Linked DNA regions of Mus musculus: region 2 is linked to region 1. The links are chromatin contacts, called in public promoter capture Hi-C maps. All regions are on one chromosome and are shown on one strand. The core of a region is the stretch at or near the end of the contact, and the rest is flanking DNA. Distances in the headings are between cores, read along the strand shown.

Evidence for each region. Promoter capture Hi-C pulls out the DNA fragments that hold promoters and counts their contacts.
Region 2: a promoter capture Hi-C map of embryonic stem cells shows a contact between it and region 1, with 3 times the contacts expected there. The contact joins the promoter of Dgkg here to the enhancer-like site in region 1. A contact is called at or near these places in 13 of 39 promoter capture datasets (the 3T3-L1 cell line, the C10 cell line, HPC-7-derived erythroid cells and 7 more), 1 of 15 datasets of contacts at CTCF or cohesin (large pre-B cells), 2 of 115 datasets of contacts at active chromatin or transcription factors (embryonic stem cells and stem cell-derived neural progenitor cells) and 3 of 9 other capture datasets (embryonic stem cells, liver and pancreatic islet).

The regions. Positions count from the first base shown.
Region 1 is chr16:22,311,290-22,314,588 of GRCm38.p6, reverse strand. No RefSeq gene overlaps it. Among named protein-coding and RNA genes, the nearest start is that of Tra2b, 47 kb to the right of the region's middle. Within about 2 kb of position 1,703, at least 8 of the 459 cell types and tissues checked have an H3K27ac peak or open chromatin away from gene starts, as enhancers often do. A contact at or near this core is called in embryonic stem cells, where this site is marked.
Region 2 is chr16:22,655,412-22,658,701 of GRCm38.p6, reverse strand. It overlaps Dgkg (diacylglycerol kinase, gamma), which reads left to right and starts at 1,471. Exons shown (of 25, transcript NM_138650.2): 1 at 1,471-1,753.

The sequences.
Region 1 (3,299 bases), core at 454-2,953:
GGTCTCTGAGTTCAAGGCCAGCCTGGTCTAGAGTTCCAGGACAGCCAGGGATAGACAGAGAAACCTTGAAACCCTGTAGGGGTGGGGATGGCAGGGGATGGACATATATACAAAAAAGAGGAGGAGGAAGAGGAGGAGGAGGAGGAGGAGGAGGAGGAGGAGGAGGAGGAGGAGGAGGAGGAGGAGTGTTGTACCCATGAACCTGTGGTTTTCTGCTCAAAGCTTGAGTGAAGTCAAGCCAGTGAACATTCTAGCATGGAGTGAAAATAAGCTCACACCCCTAACTGAGAAGTTATTAAGGATAGACGGCTTCTGGGGAGGGAGTTGGTTTTCCTTGAATTCCGTGGAAGGCACCACATCCAGGAGTGAGTACATGAGCAACACAGCTTGAAGTCAACAGATCACTAAAAGTAAAATGGATCGGAAGTTAGGGGGCAGGAGTAGAGTATGAATATAATCAAATAATTGTATGAAAGTTTCAAAGAATTAAAATTTGTTTACAGTGAGAAAACAGGCTGGGTGTGGTGGCTTGAGAATTTGGTCACAGCACAGGAGGAAGCAGGTTAGTTACAAGTTCAAGGCCACCTGAGTCCACAGAGCAGATTTTAGGTCAGCTATGGCTACATAGTGAGACACTATCTCAAAGGGACAGGAAGAGGAGGAGGAGGAGCAGGAGAAGGAAGAGAAGCCAAAACAACCAGAAAACAGAACAAGGTGCCCTGTGAGAGATTCGGCCTTGAGTTGACCCTTGTTGAATTTTAGGAGCTGCTATCGAGGAAAGTGGGGAATGCTGGGTACGTGGAGGAAGTGCTATTAGCCAGGACAGGAAGTCAGGAACTACCAATTTCTCCAACCGGAAGGTGGTGAGCCTGCTAGTCAGAGAACCATAGAGCTGAGACGATGGGCTAAGGGTTTCACAGAACAGTCTTTTCCCTTGTGTTTTGTTGTTTGTTTGGGTGGGTGGTGGGTTTTTGTTGTTTTTTTCTTAAGCAGACTACACATAACTTGCAGCCCTCCTGCCTCCTGCCTCAACCTCCCCAACTGTAACTAAAGCCACATGTCCTTGAGCCCAACAAACATCCCCTTTACCACACATTTGTTCAAGTGTCAGTCCCGTTTGATGGAAGGGTAAAGGGATGGTATGTATATGAGATGTCCTGAGCAGCTGGGCTTCCAGAGCTGTTGATCACAGCCAGGGAAGGCAAGCTGAACTCCAACTTCAAACAAAGAAATCTCTCCTCCCCTCCCCCCAGCATAGCTGATGCTGGCCTCAAAATCATTGTATAGCCAAGGATAACCTTGGGCAATCATGCACTCTAACATGGGCATGCACTCTAGCATGGGCAATCATGCACTCTAACAACTGAGCTGCATTCCCAGCTCCCAAATGTCTATTTCTTGCCAAAAGAAGGCCCAGAAAGACTACACTGTCTACCCTGTCCCCCATCAGCCCCTGGATAAGATCCAAGCACACTGGAGTCCAGGCTAGCCAAAAGCATGAGAGCCACTTTTGGAGAGAGACAGCAGAAAAGCTCCGATTTTCCTGTTAAATCCCCCCATTGGCCTCAGAAATGTTAAAAATAAACTTTCACCTGCATCTGATTTCCTTTTGTTATCTCGGCCATTGTTGAACAAAGAGGTAACTGGGGCCTCTCTGGGCAGCTCATAGAGGTCACCTCTGAGCCCAGATGGGAGGGACACAGAGGATCAGCAGGAGTGTCATTAGAAATCAAAAACTCTTTAGAACTTCCAGGTTCCTGAGCTTGAACCCAGGCCCTGCAGCTTGAGCCAGCTCTGCCAGCCCTATCCGGCTCTCAGGTTTCCTCCTATGCCGTTTGCTATAGAATGGGATCCTTGGATTCTTTCCTCTGTTAGGTTTGCAACTTAGACCCCCAATCTACAGAGGGGTGATTTAAATAGGAAGAGAAAGCACAGCGTAGGCACTGAGGAACTAGTCCCTCACACTGGAAGCAGTAGATTGCCATGGACAGGATTTGGGCTAGAGAGTTGAACAGTCAGGCTCACTCAGGATAGTTACTTTCAACCTTGTGACATTATGCAAATTACTTGACCTTTCTGATCCCTTTTTCCTCTTTGTAAAACAGGCACAACGTGAATTGCCCTTAGTTGTATGGAAATTCATTTCTGGTTCAAATAAAGTTCAAAGTAGGTATTTCTAATCTGTGGGATTTTTTTATATTTTAATGTTTACCATTTTCAATTGTGTGCGTGTGCACAAACACCTTAGTGCAAGTGCCTCCCGAGGAGGTCCAAAGCATCCGAAGTTCTGGGCTCTGGAGTCACGGGTAGACTAAGCTGCTCAGTGCAGGTGCTGGGAATTAACTGGGTTCCTTGGGAAGAACAGCACACATTCTTAACTAATAGACCGTCATGTTAGCCCCTTAAAGAGATATGCTTGTTTATTTATTTAATTTATTTATCTCTTGAGTTGGGGCTGTTCTTCGACATGAAGTTTCTGTAGCTGGGGCCACCATTCCCTAAATGTAGTTTTCTGTGAGCATCAGTACATGGTGAGGATGAAGTAGCATTGCAACAGAGCTAAGAGCTGTGCACAAGCCTAGAAGCATCCTGCATCACTTCTGGGGTTTTTTTTTGTTTGTTTGTTTGTTTTGGTTCAGTTTTGGCTTTTTGAGACAGGGTTTCTCTATGTAGCCCTGAGTGTCCTGGAACTCACTCTGTAGACCAGGCTGGCCTCGAACTCAGAGCCCCCGCCTGCCTCTGCCTCCCAAGTGCTGGGATTAAAGATGTGCACTGCCCTCGCCCGGCTCCTGCATCACTTCTGATCGTAACTGGAGCATCTGTAAGTCGGCTACACAGCTGCAGTTCACTGCAGAATGTACTAGGAAATGAGGCCCAGCTGCGTGCCAGGAAGAGCAGGCATCGTCTCCCCAGTCTTTGCCACACACATTAATGAAGAAAAAGAAGAGGCTGACCTAACTGCAGACAACAGATGTGTAGCTGTTGGGTGACTCCTTCCATCCCATCAGGGCCAAGCGCTTGACCCTTGTAATGACACAGACAGGAGCTACAGCTGCGCAGCCCCTGCAGCCCCACAGTCACAGGCCCACACTTCCCTATTGCCAAAGAGCAGGATCTGTCACCCTGCTCTGACTCCTTCCCCTGATCAGGACATTTCCCACATGATACCTACAGTGTCAGGTCACGAAGTCCCTACTCTGCCACCAAATCAACCTGCTCAAGGAGGCAAGCCCTAATGTCAGGAAGCCACCATCTTAGGAGTTGCCAGTGTTAGGGTGCTGTTCACACCCAGGCACCTG
Region 2 (3,290 bases), core at 222-2,721, 340 kb before region 1:
CTCCCAGGTGAGGTCCATGACGGGAGTCAGTGCGAAGTGCCTGAAAAGATAGCAGGAACTTTAATAAATATTCTCGGAATGAGTAAGTCAGTACCTGACATGGAAACAAGAAGATGAAGGACAAACTCACACACGTGTTACAGAACACCCTCACACCAAGTGTGTCAGCCTGGCTGAGGGCAGCTCTGAGAAGCTACCCAGGGGCCCTGGATCAAAGAATGGATTGTGGATGAAGTGTGAGCACAGGGTATCATCCATCCATCCATTGGCTTTGCCCTTATCATCATGCGGAAGGAAGTGTAAGAGCTCTCAGGACTTCTGTTCTGTCTTGGTTCCATCACCCCCTGCTAGTGGCCAGGGATGAGTTAACCACTGGGTCTTTCAGTGCTTTTCAACAGTCACGTCTGCAGCTTCCTCCCCAGATGCCTAGACACACAGTCCCCTGCTCCTCTGCGTTCCGAAAAAAAAGCTTTTCTTGGCTGCAGTTCCACACAGGGACCTCCACTGCCCACTGGCAGAAGAGAATTCTTGGCTGTGGAAACGGGTGAACTCCACATATTTTACAGATGAGAGTAAACTCCTGGTGACTCTAAATGTGGTGTGAAACTGACAAAAGTCATTCTGTTGAAATAACATCGCCGCTGCTGCCACCCTACGCAGACACCCGCGTCATGGAAAGAAAAGGTCCCACAGGTCCCCGTGCCTCTGCCACTGCAGCCTCTTGGGCCTTATCCTCAATCCCACGTCATTTTCTCTAATTTTCTACTTTTCCTTTTTTTTTTCTAGTTCTCTTTTTTCTTGTGCATGTATATTTTGTTTGTTTTAGAAGTGTTTTATTTGTCCTGTAGGAAGACTACCCAATGTCATGCAAAGACAAAGGAGAAAAATCATAATCTTTAGTCCTGAGACCTTACCCATCCATCAGAGCCCCTTTCTGCTTAGCTAGATTGATCCCGACCATGTATGCCTGCAGAGGAGAAATAATCACCAATCTGCTGCCACTGGGTCAAGATTGTCAGAAATGTCCTTCTGGACGGGATCGATGACAATGGACATCAGAGACAGCGAGTTCCTAGAAAACAGAGAACTTGTTGATTTATTTTTATGTTAATATATTTTTCTTTGCTTTGGTTGGAATATTTAGGCAGCTCAGACCCCTAGGTTTCTAGGTTAAGGAACGTAAACAGCCAGAGGACATTGTATTTTTCAAGTAATGTCCTCTACCTTGATGTCAGCTGGTTTCTCACAGCCACCAACCAGCACTCTGACCAAAGCCCTGCCAGCCAGGAGTGCCCTGATCATGTACAGAGGTTCCCACCCAACGCATCCGTGGGTGTGCGAGTGTGCGCGCAGCACGTGTTTATGTGTGTGCACCAGTGTGTTTGTGGGGTGCGCGTGTGTCTGCGCGCGCGGGTGTGTGGCGGGGGCGGGCACTGCGCCCGGGGGGCAGGGCTCCGCAGCGAGAGTGGCAGCTGGACTTGCGATGCTGCGAGGGACAGGGTGCAGAGCCGCAGTGCCGTAGCGGGTAGCAGAGGCAGCCTTCCCTTCCAGCAGCGAAGGCGGAAGACCCCGGGGCGCCAACCCTGGTGGCTGCCTGATGTCTCCGCCCCAGAGAGGGCTGCACCGGGAGATCGCCCGGGCGCCCGCTTCGGTCCCCTTCTGTCTCTCGGTTCCTCTTTCCTCCCAAGTAAGGGAATAAGCGGCTAGGAGGGAGCGCCCCCGGCAAGCGCGCAACCAAGTGTTGCATGGTGAGGTAAGACCGCGACCGCGAACCAGGGATCACCAGTTTGGGGGGACCCGGCAGCAACTTGGAGAGCCAGGGCAAAGCAAGAGTGGGTCCCGCGATAGGGAAAGGAACTGCAGACGAGGCCCCTGCGCTCATCTTGACCGCGCCACCTGCCACAAACCCTGGCCAGAGGGGATGCGCCAGTGGACTGGGCAGGGTGGGGCCCCCTCCCTATGTGGTCGGTGCAGAAGCGAAGGTGTGCAGAGGACAAGCGGCCTTGCTTCGGGCAATTTGCTGAAGCAACTGGTCAAATGCCATCCTTTCTTACGTTGACTCCAGGGTATCCAGAGCGCGGCACAGGGAACCCGAGGGCTGCGGGGAGCAGAGAATGTCTTTCTGCTGTCTGGCCGCCAGAGCCTCTGACAGTCTCGCAGGGTTCTGAGACTTTGGGACACTCCAAGTTCAAAGCCTCTAGGGTGGTGGGTTTAGAGAGAAGCTGAAGAGAATACAGACACCTTGGCAAATAAAAGGGGTAGCGTCGTGGGAATCTAATATCGGCCTGTTTCTTTTGGGTCACAAGACCTGTCTGTGTTGGTATCTCTATAAGGGAACCTCCAGAATTACCTGTGGGGCTGTGAGGCCGTGGGACATACACGAGAACTCCTCAAGACCCCCGCACACATATCTCCTGATGTCTCTTTCTTCAGAACTAGTGAACTAGAATTTGAGGAGGGGGCTGTGGAGCTCGTAAAAGCCCTACAGGTGATTCAGGGGCTCTGCCTCCATCCCTGCTGTGGACAGGGAAGAAAAGCACCATATGCAAGCAGTCCCGTTGTGCAATTCTGGGTAGCTAGGTAGCGGAGAGACCCCTCCCTCAGTCGCCGGGGGTGGGAGGAGGAGGGCACCAGGAGGGTCTGCTGAGGGGCCAGATGACATGTGACTGAACCACAGTGGCGTTCAAGAGTGCTGGGTGGACCTGCGGACTCACTTGTCCCGGCTGCTAGATTATCTGTCCGTGCCTCATTAGCATACGATGGCCTCCCTGTGGGGAGCAGGACCTAGGAGAACTGTTTGTCAAGCTTTCGGTTCGGGGCCTTAGGGGACACATCATAGATCTAGAGATGTACAATGACCACCTCCAAACATCATGAGGGACAGTAGTCTGCCCTTCTGGTCTGGAAGGGGACATCGACTTTGTTATCTTGGTGCCTGGGATTCAGTGTTCATAAAACGCAGCTTCAGGATCCACTTGCTGGAGTACAGGGTATCCCCACAGTCAACAAAGGACTGAAGGAGTGACATTGGCTCACGGGGCAAACATCAGAAAACAAATGTGTGTGAGAACACACACACACACACACACACACACAGAGAGAGAGAGAGAGAGAGAGAGAGAGAGAGAGAGAGAGAGAGAGAGAGAGACTGTTTACAACTATAACCTTCTCAGTCTATGGGTGTCCCCTAACATGGGAAGATGTTTCTTGCTTAAAGGGTTGTATTTGCCAGAAATTTTACTTTGAATATAAATTATACTCATTAAATAAAACAGCTGCAACTAAGCTAA